Linked DNA regions of Mus musculus: region 2 is linked to region 1. The links are chromatin contacts, called in public HiChIP or PLAC-seq maps. All regions are on one chromosome and are shown on one strand. The core of a region is the stretch at or near the end of the contact, and the rest is flanking DNA. Distances in the headings are between cores, read along the strand shown. Region 1 holds the start of Baalc (brain and acute leukemia, cytoplasmic). Region 2 holds the start of Rims2 (regulating synaptic membrane exocytosis 2).

Region 1 (7,863 bases), core at 3,167-5,666:
CTGAGCTACCTTCCCACCGCTAGAATGGCCTCTTTCTGAGTATTTCATAATGTGGATTTACAAACTACCTTCTGTAAAGTGGCTTTTCAGTTAGTTAGCATAATGTTTCAAGCTTTGTTGGTGTACAGCATATATCTGCATTTCCACTGATGTGTATTAATCCACCCACCAGCTGGTGGGATGTTTGGTTTTTTTCTGCTTTTCAGTTACTAGGTATAACACTGCCACAAACATTGTGTGAGTTACTTGTCTTATTGCTGAGACAATATACCTACCTGACTCAAGCAATTAGGGAAGAACAGAGGGATTTATTTTGTGTTGTAAAAACTATTTAATTTCATTCTGGGGTTTCTACTCCACCTTTGACCATTCAGTTCCCAGATAAAATACATATAACCTTTATATTTATATTAATCCTTTAATGCACTAGAGATGGGCAGATATCTACCCTCTAAGCTATTAGAATCTCCTTCCCCATCAATTACCCTGAATTATAATTGGCCATGTTATCTGGGCTTCTCTTAAATCCAGTTGGCTAGCCCTGGCCATGTTTTCATGACTCACTTACCCCATGGTGTCTTCTCCTCCCTCCACCTTCTCTCTCTCCTCCTCATCTTTGTGGTCTCTGCTCCAGCTGCAAGCCCAGGAACCAAAATCCCACCTATCCCTCTTCTGCCCAGCTATGGGCAGTCAGCATCTTCATTCAAGCAGTGGTTTTAAATTAAGGATCAAGGTACATTGGTGGCAATACACAAGGCCTTGTGGGCCAGTATTAGCATTACAATACATAGCAAAAGAGCAAACCTCAACAATTTGGGGATGCAGTCCAAAGAAGCAAGAGGCACAGAAGTAAGAACAGAGAACAATCAGACATACTACTTACTGTCTGCATTCAGGAGACAGAGTCATAAATGTGTGTGATTGGCTCAAGGTCTCCTTTTTAATCAGCTCAAGATCCTAGTCCATGGAGTGGTTCAACCTACATTATGGTGGAGGTTCCTTCTTTATCTGAGCTAATCTAGATAACACCTCACAGGGCAAGCCCAGAGATTTGTTCCCACAGGAATTCTAAATCCCATTAAATTGGCAGTCAAGACTAACCCTTACAAACACTCGTGTGCACGTTTGTGTGCTCTCATTTGTCTTGGTGTGTAGGTGGAAGTGGCCTTGCTGGCCCGTGGTCTGTGTCTACCTTTTTGTGAGCCTGACTGAGGGAAAGAGAGTGAGCGTTCCCAGGCACAGCAACGTTGCAGGGGATTCCCAAGTCTCTACATTTTCAACAATTTTTCCTTTTTTAAAAAAAGTGTGATTTTTCACACTCATCTTGGTAACCTCTTGTATTTCTGATATTCTTGGCCATGTGCATATCTTCTTTGTGTATATGTCTATTTAGATCCTTTCCTCATACTTTAATTGAGCCATTTATTTTTTTCATTATTCAGTTGCAAGAGTTTTTTTTAGCAGAGAAATAATTTTCAAAAGTCCTCTTTTATCCTATGGATTATCTTTTCTTCATGATCTCTATATTTGATGATATCCAACTATGGATTTTCCTGTTTTTGATTGTGCTTTTGGGTCATTTCTAAGGAATCATTGCCTGACTTAATATCATAAATATTTGCCATTTATATTTTAAAGAAAAGTTTAACAGTTTTAGCTTTTACACTTAGATCTTTGGTTCTTTGTGATTTATCTTTTGTGTAGGTTGTGAGATAGAAGATTCATTCCATTCTTTTGCATGTAGCTCTCTAGTACATTTGTTGAGAAATTATTTTTTCCTTTTGGAGTATTTTGGTATCCTTGTCCATGAATGCAAGAGTTACTCAATATGTTGTTAGTATATTTAATGTAGTGGTGCAAATGACCACATATGTTATTACACATTAGTGCAATCTGCAGTTATTCATTAGACTAAAGAAATGTCAGTCAGACATCCTATTCTGGTTCATTTTGAAAATTAGAAGACAAACTCTCAGTAAGTGGTTGAGTACTAATAATTTAATTTATATCTTAATTCAGACAAAATTACCACTGGGCATGTGTTCTGGATCTGAGCCTAGACAGGGCTTCATGAGCCAGGGTTCCCTCTGATGTAACATCAGAGATTCTTCTCAAACATGTTACCAACCTCTTACACTTCGATTTTCGTTCATTGAGGGAAAATACTTGCAGCCATTTCTTTATGACTTTGGACAGACTTTCTGATCACCTTCACCAGGGATAGCAAGGTGCTGAGGTTGAGGAGCAAACTTGTTCTGCATGTGGCTGCCAGCTACCATTTTAAACTTCTGCAGTCTGCCCTCCTACTCGGCTTCATTTCTAAAATAGCCAGAAGCTTTGGCAAGAAGCCACTGGTCGCAGTTTATCAAGCAGCGGCATGTCTGTTTCCCAGCTTTTGACAAAGTCAGTCATTTGGTTTGTCTCCGGGATGGAAATTTTGTGGAAGATGTTCACATTAGGATGTTGCCTCTCTAGGGGCAGGCAAATTTTAAGGAGCTGGCAAATTTATCTCAGTTTATGATGCTTTTCCAGAATCCACTGTGAGACAAATAAAGATAAGCATTTTGCCCATAACCCTCAGAATAAGCAAGAGCATTAATCTGTTAGATGGAGATCTGTATGTAGCAGCTACATCTATGATCATAATATAAGGATCCTGTGCAGTCTCTAAAGTCCTCTGCCTCAGAATCTAGGGGGACTTTCAGAAATCCATGTTCCTGAGTCTCTACTGAATCAGAAATCTGGGCCAATGGATGTCAGGATTTGCATTTTAAGACACCATTAATGGGTTTCCTAAGCACTAAGGTTGAGAGCAGCCTGCTTGGGAGTTTTACTAGGAGGAAGCACTTGCTTGTACCCCAAGCCTCAGAAAAGCACAGGTCTAGAATTAGACTTCAATGTCTCCTCCTTTACAGTAAGGGCAAGTCCCCCACCCCAGGCTGGAGTAGGAAGAGAGTGGTAAGCAACAGATAAGCAGATGGCACCCAGCATCAATGCAGGGGCTACTTTAGTCACTGAGCATGGATCATGGTTCCTAGTTCACAGGGCTCCTGTGAGGGTTAAAGGGGCAACATGCACAAAGGCTCTAACGATGTCTGACACAGACAGGGTAAGCATTATTTATGGCCTAGCACCAGCTGTCTCTTCCTCACAATCCTCTCTTTAGCCATGTTGGTTACATTCTTAACTTATGACTCACACAATCAGCTAAGTGCTTACCGACTAGCCTACCGAGCCTGGCCTATAAGCTGAGATGTTCTGATAGCAAGCTAAAAAAATGAGGCCAGCCAGGGATCGTTGCCATATGTAACCTTTCTAGATTGCTTAAGAGGGTACCCCAAAAGGTCAGCCACAAACCCCGTGTTTCTGTTGTGTGAATCTAGCTTGTATTTCTTACCAAAATGTGAAAATACAGAAAAAGGACAAAGTAAACTACATTTCCCTCTGTTACCCAGAAGTGTAGCCTATACAAAAGACTGGCTGGTCACTTTCAGCAAATCAGCTGCAGTCATGAGCCCAGGACCTCCTGGGCTCAGAAAGGGCCTGGCTCAAATTCAAAGCTCAGTGAACACTGTCTTGACACTCTTAGTCATTTTATTTTTGAATTTGAGTCATACAAGTGAAATTCAAGGCCCCTGGGTACAGCTTCCTGTTGTGAGCCAAGTCCCAGATGGTGGACGGCCATCTAGACTAGGCTGGTGGAGGAAAAGGGATGGCCTCTCTGGCTGTTCCCTCATGCCCGTAACTCCTGTGGCATCTGGCTGGCTTCTCTCCGCTCATTTGGCAGATCCCTTCTTTGATCCCTGGGCCTTTTTCTCCTACAAATCAGGTACTTGTTGTGTGTCCTGAATTCCCATCTTGTCCTCCTTTTGCTTTTTAGTGAGGTCATTTATTTGAAGTTCTGTGTTTCTTGGCATTTGTTGTGGGAGACACACTTGCTCAGTCCAATAGGTGGAGACTAGGAAAAATTATCTTTGTGTAACCGTCAAGAGAGTGACCTTACTTCTAGGAATTTATCCCAGAGAACCACTAGGAATAAAATTATTAATCAAAAGGAATGTTATTCCAGTAACATCTAGCATTAGAACGTGGAAACAAATATCCAGTTAGAGGGCATTGGTTAAATGATTGCTTGTTCGTACGACCAGCAGACGTGTAAAAAATAACATGGCCGAGTGTTTAATAATGTGGAAAAGTTGCCATCAATGTGTTAAGTGAAAACTTCAAGCTACAAAGCTATTTTTAAATCTTATTTTTAACGTAAAAACACACGTATTCTTACAGGAAAAGATAGCTTTACCAGGTGGAACTTGAGGCCACCTTTTGCTATTAGCTGCCCTTTCTTTGCCACCTTGGGATTGCTTGTAACAGCTGCCATTTGCAAGCCTCTGGTGCCATTCTCTCCTTGCCTCCCCAGGTGTGCTGGAAGACGGACTGTCCTCTAACGGGGTGCTCCGACCTGCAGCCCCGGGTGGAATAGCCAACCCAGAGAAGAAGATGAACTGTGGGACCCAATGTCCCAACTCACAGAACCTCAGCTCAGGCCCTCTGACCCAGAAACAGAATGGCCTCTGGGCCACAGAGGTAGGGTCAAAACTACAACATCAACTGGGGATGGAGAACAGGGGTGGAACTTACAAATCGGGACCACCAGCACTGTGTCCAGGGAAGGAAGACCTCGGGACCTCGGGAATCGAGGTTTTCCACCACTCAATGTAAAAACTTACTGCAAATGCCATTTTAATCCTTTCCTTGTGGGCTGTTGAGTTTTATTTAACTTATAGAAACGAGTCCTAGAGAGTTGCCCTCTGGAGGAAATGTGTGTTGGTTCAGGTACACAGCTTTGTCCAAAAGTCTCCTTGTGTTAGGCAGCAAAGCCAGCGGAAGGAAACAAAATTGGCATTGTACCTCATACCCTCTAATCAGCTGGTCAGTGCAAGGGTCTTCAAGGGTGACTCTTGTAAAATATCATACCAGCATCACCAGAAAGCTTGCTGTTTGAAAGAAGGCTGGATGCGGTCCTGGACCAGGCTGGCATCCTTTGATCCCTTACTTCCCAGAGGTTCTCCTGCTGTGCCTGGCTCCTCCATGGGGTAGGGCTGGGGGAGTGAGGGCTGCAGCCCAGAATGAAAGCTCTGAGCAATTGGAGACTCTGCAGTCTCTTCCTCCTCCTCCTCTTCTCCTCCTCTCCTTCTTCTTCCTCTTCCTCTCCTCCTCTCCTTCCTCCTCCAATTTCCTCATCTTCCCTGAAGTCCACCATTTACTTGAAGGTTCAGAACCCACTGATCCCACCTGTCCCAGCTCTGGCCTCCTGCATCCCGAGGGCACAGTTTCCTACCTAGTGATGGTATTCTTTTTGTTTTTTCTTCTGATCAGTCCCTTACATGGTAGTTTATTTCCCAAAGCACTTTCTTTTTCTGAGTTGATAGATCACAAAAGCATTGTTTTGTGTAGATGAAGACAAGGATCAAGTTTTTCCGTTACAGCAAAGACATTGTAAACATGTACATGGACCTTAAATAGCATACAATGCCATGGGGAAGAATGAAAACTAGCTAAACCCCGAGGTGACCAATTTTATTCCATTTCACTGTGTAACAAAGCTTATCGTTTGCAAGAATTTTGCGATGGAATTCCTTTTCACATCATTAAGTTGCTTTCAGTGGCTTTGATCAGCAAACCAGTTTCAAATTTGTCTCCAAAGTTCATTACCCGAGGAGACTTGTAGAGTCAATCTTTCAGAATCTCAGGTTTCTTAAACATATAGTGGAAATAAAATAATATCCAAAGGAACAGACAGATGGGCCTCCTCTTATAGACTGCGATACAAAGAACAATGGGAAGGAGGGACAAACATGATAGCTGGGCCCACAACACAATGACCTCATTAAGTGGAATGCTAATGGAGCCCAAAGGCTAGCTGGGGAAGGGAGATGGAAGGGTCTTGTATTGTCTACTTTGTGCATCAGCTGACTTTCAGGAGACCCAGTCATCATTGACAGAGTGCAAGGCAGTTTGGGGTCCACAGAACCATGTTCACGAGGTTGAGTGTTCTAGAGAAGGTCCAGATGTCTGTCTCCTAATCCTTCTCTCCATATTTGAGACACAGAATGTGTTATAGTGGAGAGATGGCAGTTACCTGGAAACAGCTTGATCTACATGCTTGTTTTCCTTGTGCCACATTCTGCCCTCCTCACCCATCATTTCAAAGTTGTGTTTTGCACTTAAAAGGGTGCTAGCTCTTAGGCCCTCTAGGCTTTGGAATCCTCCCAACAGCATCATGACCATTTTATAGGCAAGGGAAGTAAGGCATGCACTGTATGGCACAGATAGTACCATATACGTGATGGAGATGAACCTGGTGGATCAGAGCATCACAACGCAGGGCATGGGGCCATAGCTCAGTGGGTAAAGTGTTTTCCTAACAGCACAAACCCTTGGAGTTAATCCCCAGTGGGCAATGGGAGTACTGAGAAGATGAAGGTAGTGAAAGACCTCCGTGGGGATACCCCCACCCGAGTCACGAGATAGCGTGAGTGATTTGGGGTGTTGCCTCACCTGAGTCAGAACATGGGGGAGTCCTCACGTGTGGGTCTTTCAGTTGGAGGGTCAAAGTTCAAAGCTGCAATTTTACGATGGTGAGAAAACAACACGTACACTTTGGATATCACAATTCTAATTTCAAGTTGGGACCTCTTCCTCGCACCTGCAGTGCCACCTTCTCTTACATTGACAGTGGACAGAATAATGGCTTTCGGTCATCCTGGAGATCACCAAGGAACCAGCTGATAGCCCACGGTGAACTGTGGCACTGCAACCTACATTTTCAGCGTGCGTTGGGTTTATTAAGCTATGAACCATCTCCCCTGTGCACCAGCTCCTGGATGATGGCTCTTCTCCAGGAGGCACCTTTGGGAAAGCATACAGCCTCAGCCACACACCTCTTGCAGTTTTCCAATTCAGATTTACCAGAAAAAAATTGTGGGTTAAAGGCAATCCTTACTGGGCCTTGAGACTCTCTTCCTTAATTCTTAAGAGCACCCTTAAAATCCTCTGAGTTCCATCTGGCTCAGATGCCAGGGACTGCTGGAGTGCCAAGGACCCGGCCAGTGCCCATCTGGGGTGAGAGTGAGAGTCAGATGATATGATAAATAACATTGTTGCAGACTTGACTGGTGCTCTGAGGAACCTGGGAAGACATTAGTGGGGATAGTAACTGTTAGTACAGAGGCCCCCTCCAAAGCTCACATTCCTTTCTGAAGGGCGATGGGACACAATGAACACACCAGTGATGGTGAACAACAGGATTTTATGTTCTGAGTCCTCTGTGCTTTATAGCCCGTTGTGGATAATTGTATTTGATGTTAATTCCGTTCTGTGAGGGGCTGCAAACAAGGACTGAGTCAGCACTCAGGTGATTTCCTGTAAACCTGCTTCCCACCTTAATTTGTAAAATAAATGAGAGCTGATGGTTGGACAGATAAAAGGGAAGGTGGAGAGGAAGGTAGGGAGAGAGGAGAAGGAGAAAATGGAAGAGGGAGAGGATGCAGAGGAGGAGGAAGACAAAGAAAAGTGGAGCAGAAGCACATGGCCTGGAGAAACCGCAAGTTCTAAGGGGTCTCATAAGCTGTGGAAGATGGTAGTGTAGCGGTAGATCTGCCCAATCTAGGCGCACAGCATGTAATCATATTAATTGAGTTGTGTTTTCATTGCTGGGGCATATTTGGGTTGGAGATTTACCGCAACAACAGCCCATCAAACAAACCGTATCTCTGTTTCTTCAGTTTCTTCTGGTCCTTGCTTTCTGGCTGGCATCAATAGATGCTAATGGACAAAATGATCGCACCAACAACGATCTTGCAG
Region 2 (7,863 bases), core at 3,165-5,664, 260 kb after region 1:
GAGAGAGAGAGAGAGAGAGAGAGAGAGAGAAAGAGAGAGAGAGAGACCACAGTGGAGATAGGGTGAGACTAAACAGTCTCTAAGCAGCCTCCAGTGATATACTTCCTCCAGTGATATACTTCCTCCAGTGATATACTTCCTCCAGTGATATACTTCCCCCAGTGATATACTTCCTCCAGTGATATACTTCCTCCAGTGATATACTTCCCCCAGTGATATACTTCCTCCAGTGATATACTTCCCCCAGCAAGACTGTACATCTTAAACCTTCCCAAACAGCACTACTAATTGGGATTAAGCATTTAAAGACCTGAGCTTATGCCTCTTCAAATCCTACTTCAGGTACCAATTTCTGTTTTAGTTTGTGTCTCTGTTACTATGATAAAAGTCTGACAAAAGCAACTTTAAGACTTGACTTATGGGTTACAGACTATCATCAGGGAAGCCAAGGCAAGAACTCATAGCAGGAACCAGGAGGCAGGAACTAAAGCAGACACCATGGAGGAATGCTGTTTACTAGTTGGCTCTGCTTGCTTTCTTATAAAACCCAGAATTCCTGCCCAGGGCTATCATTTCCCATAATGTCCTGGGCCTTCTATATCAATCATAAATCAAGAAAACACACCCTCACTTCTTACAGTTTATTTTGATAGAGGCAATTCCTTAGTTGAGATTCTCTCTTCCCAGGAGACCTGAAGGGTTTGTGTCAAATTGACAAAACTAACAAGAACAAGTGACCAACTACCAAGCCACATAACACAATCCAGAGTGCTTCTCATGCAGTGCTGCAAGACAGAATCATCTAGAGCTGTCGGGATAAGCTGTAGACTAACAACCATCTATCCACAGTAGAGCAGAAGTGATTCTGAGTCTTGTGAGGTATCCTTGTGAGGTATCCAGATTTCATGGCAGAATACTGAGGCCTTAGTACATGACAAGAATGTGATTATTTTATAGTTTTATACTTCAGGTATGCCTCCTAATACTTACCTAGTAGATTATAAATAGTTCTTATCATTATGCAAAATGAGAGTTCACAGACTCACAGGGGTTATAAACCTACAGGAACCCAAATTCAGTAATAACAGACAGTTACTTCTAAAATTAAGCAAGAACATTGCATTTTGAATCTACTACAAATGTGTTCACCTACTGAGAGATATGTCCAAGCAAAATAGAATTCCATATATGACAAAGTAAGATACGACTAACATTTCAGGTAAACACAAACTAGAATAAAACGGACATCTCTAAGATCCATATTTTGGGAAAACCAAGCCTTGTGACAATATTTCATTTCATTATGAGCATAGCAACCTTATCTTAAATTGAGTGACTACTTTAAAAGTAGATCACCTAGGCTACAACCCATTTTAAAGCTCTATATGATATACATCATGTATATATCTCTCTGTATGATATAAAAGTGCCAAACTTTCACTTTGTAAAGGTACTTGACTAATGACAGCTGATTTTATGTACTTCCACTTCTAAGAATTTCCTTTAATAAGAAAAACTCACTTGTAGCAAAAGACTACAACAGCAGAATAAAACATATGCAGCAGCAACAACAAACCGCCAAACAACAGAGAATCCTAGTCAGCCCATTCACACTCCTATATCAGTTGTGGCATAGATTCAGGTTCATGCCTACTAGGTTTCAAGTACTGGCACTGTCTTGTCCAGGGAGACGAAGGGGTGGGACAGGGAAACAGACCTCAGAACACTGTATGACTGGCAGAAAATAATGTAGGTCCCAGAAGGTGACTGTCTGCTGCAAATGAACCCACATTTCCCCAATCTGAATAACTGCTTTCAAGTTCACATTTAACATATTTGAAATAACTAAGCTATTTTAACCTCAGAATCTTCAGACTCAGCAGTGTTTGTGTATTCTGGGTTCTGATCCTGTTGGGATGATGATGTTGGCTGGGTTTTGAAGGATGGTATTTTTAAAAATGGAAACAGAAATAAGGTGGAACACTAGTATTTATAGTTCTATCGTCTCATTTAAAGGGAGATTTACCGTGTTCTGGCGGTTTGTGTTTCCTAGGTTAAAGCTGTACGTATACCAACTGTTTGGTAACAGCCATGCATGACAAGAAAGGAGTGTGTGTATAATAAAACTTAGCATTTGAATTTTAGGTAACAGACTCAATTTTCTTTAGAAGTGTTTTCTTCCTTAGAATATATGGCCCCCAACCTTTGCTAGACATTAGTGGTCTGGGGTATTTTCAAAGTGTATCCACGACTAAGGTCTAAGTTCTAGAAGCTGATCCATTTGCTCTAGGGTTAGGTTCAAGTATTTTAAAGTGACCCACGTTTTCGTGTCTTAACTTTAAAAACCATGCATGATAGTCTTAAATTATACTTAGTTTCTAGAGTCTGGCTCCAGCTCTATTATTTACCATACTTATACATCTTCTGATCTTGGTCTTCAATTTCCTATTGATGAGGCTGGATTAGAGATTTATAAAAATTCTTCAACTGTAAAACACTTAAATCAATTGGGCTAATATGATCTCATTTGGTTTGCACAAAGCAGTGAAAGCTAATTTGGATTATGAATCCGGTTGAAAACAGGTGAATGGTAGTAGCAATGAACAGTAGTAATAATAATATGAAACAAAACATAAGCAAACGTTTCCATTTTTTTCTTTCTAGTTACAAAGGATGGGAGAAAAACAATATAGATATTTCAGCTTAGAAATCACAAGAGACATGTAGTGCCGCTTTGTCTGTTCCCAGTTCTCTCAAACTGAGACTAGTCAGATGGTACCTGGGGAACAAAGGAGGGAGAGAGCTTACTACACGTAAATACAATACAAACCCCGAAGGTTTTACTCACCAGCCTATAACCTGGCCTAGTACTAAGCAGTGCGAGTGTGGAAGGCGTGGTAGGGGTGTGTACATACACACGCACGAACACTGTAACCTTGCTAACCAAGCACCTGTCTAGTGGCAGGAAGAGGAAGAGGGGGTGATCCAGATCACCTCAGCTGGCTCGCCCCGCCCCGAGGGAGAGCTGTCTGGGCTGCGCTGGGCTTCTCTGAGAGCCCGCGCCGGTGGTGGCCACCTCCCTCCTATTGGAGTCGGTTTTCTTCTGTTCTTTGACTGAGCCTGTCTCCAGGCTTTCTAAAATCAGGCTAACGCTCCAATAACGACTCTTCTCTAGATTAGAGTGACCGGCAGAAAGGGGCTGAACGGCCCGATTCCTCCGGGGACGTGATCTGACCCTTTCCCTCTTACACCTTCCAATCGCCTCGGGCAAACCGCCCCAGCATCCTGTCTTCTGTACCTCTCCGTGCAGCGGGTACCGACAACCCAGTTTTCCAGAACTTCCGCACTCCCGCCCAGGTCCTTTCCACTCCCTCAGGCTCTTCCCCGCTGCGAGTCCCGGGCCGCTGACACCGCAGGGACACCCACCTGCTCCGATCTTCCCTCGTCCAGGGTCCAGTACCCCGCCCGGGACAGCTCGGGGGGCGCCCGGTCCCTCAGGCTCGGCGCCAGCCACCTGAGATCCTCCCGCCCCCACCGCCCACAGCCCCGCACCCCGGGGCGCCCGCTCCCTCGCCGCCCTGCTCCTCACAGCTCCCCGCCCCGCCCCAGCCGTTAGCAGGGTCCGGGGCGAGCGTCGGCCGAGTCCGGGCCTGGGCGGTTCGCAGGGGACACGGGCCCGGCGGGAAGAGTCGGCGAGGCAGAGGCGGCGCGGGCGAGTGCACCTAGCGGGCCCGCCGCGCCGACTCCGCGGACACTGGGGGCGGCGGCGGCGGGACCCCGGGCGGGCGCGTGATGAGGCGCGGCGGGCGGCCGGCCCCGCGGCGCGCGCGAGCTCACTTGGGTCCGGGCGTTGGCAGCCGCGGGCCGCGGGCCGGAAGATCGGCCGTCTGGGGCCGGGGTGGGGGCTGGGGTCCCCTGCCGCAGCCCGCGCCTCGTGGTTCCCGGAGGGGTCCTCCCTCGCGGAGCCCCGGAGCCCGGTGACGCGCCAGCCGGCGGGACGGCCGCTCTCGCCGCCTCCGGGCGCTCGGGGCGAGTTCCCGGGACTCCCCAGGGGTCGGGCTCGCGGGCAGCGCTTCCCGCTCCGCTCCGCCGCCGCGCCGGACACTCGCGCCCCGGCCCGCGGCCGCCTCCCTCCAGTCACCCCACCCTCAGCCGTCCCCGCCACCTTACTCCACCGCCCTCCCCCGCCGCTCCGCGCACTCGGCGTCGGGGCCTCCAGCTCCTCGCTCCCGCGAACCGCTCACTTGGCAGCCCTTCGCCCCCGGGAAGAAGAAACATTTCCCCGAGCGCACTCCTCAGCCCTCCCCCCTCGGCCCTCCCCTCCCCCTGCCTTCTTTCCTGGGGGAGGGGGGCTGTCGCCTCGGATTGAAGGCCATTGATTTGTATGCATTTGTCCCAGCCCCGGAGGCTGCCCCAGCCGCCCGCGCCCGAGCCGCGGCTGCCAGCGGAGTTGCCTCCCTGCTTCCCTAGGGTGGTTCGGCTCCGCCAAACATGTCGGCTCCGCTCGGGCCCCGGGGCCGCCCGGCTCCCACCCCGGCGGCCTCTCAACCTCCTCCGCAGCCCGAGATGCCGGACCTCAGCCACCTCACGGAAGAGGAGAGGAAAATCATCCTGGCTGTCATGGATCGTCAGAAGAAAGAAGAGGAGAAGGAGCAGTCCGTGCTCAAGTAAGGACCCGGCTCCATCTTCCCGCCTCCCTCCCTGCCCTCCGCCCCCCTCGGCCGCTTCCCCGCGACCGCCCGCGCGCCGGGGATCGCCGCCTTTCCTCCCCGCCGGTGGCGCGGGGGCCACGAGGGCTGCGGCCCGCGGCCGCCAGGGTCGCTTTCTAGTTGTCAGCCGCGGGGGTGTGTGTCGCGGAGGGAGGGCGCCGAGGCCGGCTGAGGTGACGGTGGCGAGCTCGGGGAGGCGGCGGTTTCCCCGGCGCCCTCCGGCTTTCCCCGCGGGCCACTTCGGCTCCCGGGATGAGGCTGAACCCTGGCTCCTCGCGTCCCATTTCCTTTCCCGCCGCCCCCGCGCGGAGGCAGTGACTGGGGCAAGGAATCCAATATGGCCGTGCACAGGTGCTCCCGGGCCGGACCCGGGTGAAGCGCCCAGGCCCGGGGTGCCGGTGCCACCGGGGTCGCTCGTCCCGCGCCTGCGAGGGCCGGCTCCGTCCCCAGCCCCGGGAGGAGCTGCGCTGCCCACGGTCGCAGCGGACAGGAAGGCTGCGGGGCGGGCGAGGGGGCCTAAGCGCGGTCTCGTCTCGTCTCGGGTGGGTGTGCGGCCGCCGCCATCTTCCAGCCCCTCCCCCTCGGCGGGTGCTAACACCCTGCACTCTGCTGCTGTTCTTCCTGTTTGCAACTAGTAAATCTGTAGGATCCCGAGGAGACTCCACTTCCTACCATCGTGGCAGTTTGGGTTGCTCCCTGCTTGTGAAGTTCTACTATGTTTGCTCACAGTCCAGCCAGCGGGGTTTTGGCGAGGGTGGGAGGCGTGAAAGTAGCACCCAAGCATCGGTTTAGAGGCGGTGTAACTTCAGCACCAGGGAACTGTCCAGAATGAGTTTTCCTTTACTTTGGGATTCCTTGTCAGTGTAGCACTGTAGCTGAGATTGTTTCTACAGGTTTGCTTTTAAATGTTTTATGATTTTTTATATCTCGGTTGCTTCTGGAAAGTCATTGTCTGGATCTGTAAAGATCTGTAACCCTTTAATGTTTGTCCAAGTCGTTACTCACTATAAAAATTAACCTGTATATGCCTAAAGAGAGGGAGGGCAGTTCTCTTGCATGTCACCGAATACACTTTCCCATAATCGCTATAGAAACACACAACTAAAAGCGTTGACTTCCTCCTTGAAAAGAAATAGCTTACTGACCTTCACCACTTATTTTGAAAACAGGTTGTTGAATTCAGTATTTTTTTTTTTTACAAATGAAAACACACCTTGTCTAGATGTACATCTTCTCACATTTTAGTGAAGCAGATTTTACATAACCTATGGTAACAAACATATCAAATAGATATATATCTTTAAAAGATACAAGTTCTCACAAAATAATAAAAGAACAATTAGGAATTGCTTCAATACTAATTTTTAGGTTTGAATATTTACTAGGGAATTTGGCTTATTCATGGTCATAGGATAGGAATAAAAAGTTAAGAAATTTAATCAGTTTAAACTATGGAATAATAAAAATAGTTTTTAAAAAAGCTTTTTGAGCATACTCTAACTTTGCTCAACTTTAATCTATATACTAGTATGTGCTAAGATTCTGATCATTACGATTTATATTCAGATATATAAATTTACACTTCTTAATATAGTTGCTGAAAATCAGTGTTGCCAAAATGATGCTCAAATAAAATATGGCTTTATTTCTTTGACCTACATATTTAAATGGAAATGGGGTTTTATTTATAGTAAACTGAAGCATAGTGTTTATTGGCTAGTTAATCTTATGTAGTTTTTATTCACAGTTTCAATATATGGACATTTTAGTGACTGTTTGAGTACTGAACTACAAATTGCTCAAAATGAAGAGCGTATTTTACTGAATAGATGTTTAAAAAGGGTTTTCCAGGTCAAGTATATATGTGCACATCTCTAAGTAAACCTCCATATTTTGCAAATATATGTTTGTATATTTATTTCACTTTATTTAGCCAGACACAGTCTCTAAATATAGCTATATAATATGTGAAATCACATCAACGAGAAATATAGACTCAGATTTAAGTAGTTATTCACATAGTTTTAAATGTTCTTTAAAATGTTTTTGAAATGAGAGTGGACAAGGAAACTGAGAGTAAACTTTATAATAGTATTGCAGGAACAAGAGGCAAATCAGTTTGAAAAAATTTGACCATTTATTAAATAATATGTTTCCAGCCTTGGGTGTTAAATAACAAATATGCTGTGTAGAAAAAATAATCCTGATAGTTGTGTTTACTCTTTCTCTTGAAAATCTAGGACCATATATCAGCTCCTCACTAAACTGTCTGTCATTTAACTGAATGTTAGCTAGCATCTTTCCTGAGAGAAGGTCATAGGCACAGAGAAGTAAACTAAAATTCAAATTTGTATCTGCTACTCTTTAACTATCATAATAAAAATAAGTTTGATGTGTGAAGAAATTGAAGGCTGGATAAAAATATTTTGTGTGATCTGTGAGTCTCAGTATCCATACTAAATATTATTCAAAGTAAGATGTGTATACCCAAGGGATTCACAAGATGATATACTGGAATACAAGAACAGATTAAACATATAGTCCCATCTTTGAAGAAAAAAAGACTAAGCCCCATTAATGCTTAGTATGGTCAGCTAATACTAACATGAATATAATTTATGAATAAATGCATACATTAAGAGATCATGCCTGAGATGTTTTCAATAAGAAAGGTGAGCCATCAAAACAAGTTGAGGCCACCACACTGAATTCTCTTTTAAGAGACTGAGTAATTAGAAATGATTCGTACTTCATTATCAGTGATTTCTTTAAGGCCCAGCTATGCATACATACCCAGGAAGTCTTCTGTCTATCAAACAATACTATCTTCCATGTGAATGAGGTACTGTATTTTTCAAAGCATTTTATATCCCACTAACCCCCTTGTTAATTACTAAAACAAAAGAAAACAAAAGTGCCCTTACATGAATTCCTGCAGCCGGTTCAGCCCTGAGCCTTGAGGAGTCACTGGTTATCTTGCTCCTTGGCATCTTAACACATAATAGGTACCTAGGAAGTAATGTTGAGCTGAACTACCATGCAAATGAAACAGTTCACTCATTCTGTGGAAAAAAGACGATTCATTGTTTTGAAAGAAAAACTATTTAGGGACTGTGTATTACCATTGTCTTTTGTTTTTATTTTATTTTGGTCT

What was found. HiChIP or PLAC-seq counts read pairs in DNA pulled down with a chosen protein or histone mark.
Region 2: a contact with region 1 is called in an H3K27ac HiChIP or PLAC-seq map of epiblast stem cells, with 4 times the contacts expected there. The contact joins the promoter of Rims2 here to the promoter of Baalc in region 1. A contact is called at or near these places in 16 of 39 promoter capture datasets (the 3T3-L1 cell line, 3T3-L1-derived adipocytes, the C10 cell line and 11 more), 8 of 484 Hi-C or Micro-C datasets (the HL-1 cell line, the N1E-115 cell line, cerebral cortex and 5 more), 8 of 115 datasets of contacts at active chromatin or transcription factors (embryonic stem cells, epiblast stem cells, forebrain and 2 more) and 3 of 9 other capture datasets (embryonic stem cells, liver and macrophages).

Annotation. Positions count from the first base shown.
Region 1 is chr15:38,929,493-38,937,355 of GRCm38.p6, forward strand. It overlaps Baalc (brain and acute leukemia, cytoplasmic), which reads left to right and starts at 4,417. Exons shown (of 2, transcript NM_080640.6): 1 at 4,417-4,584. The coding sequence starts at 4,417.
Region 2 is chr15:39,193,872-39,201,734 of GRCm38.p6, forward strand. Rims2 (regulating synaptic membrane exocytosis 2) reads left to right here and starts at 4,415. Exons shown (of 27, transcript NM_053271.2): 1 at 4,415-4,667. The coding sequence starts at 4,492.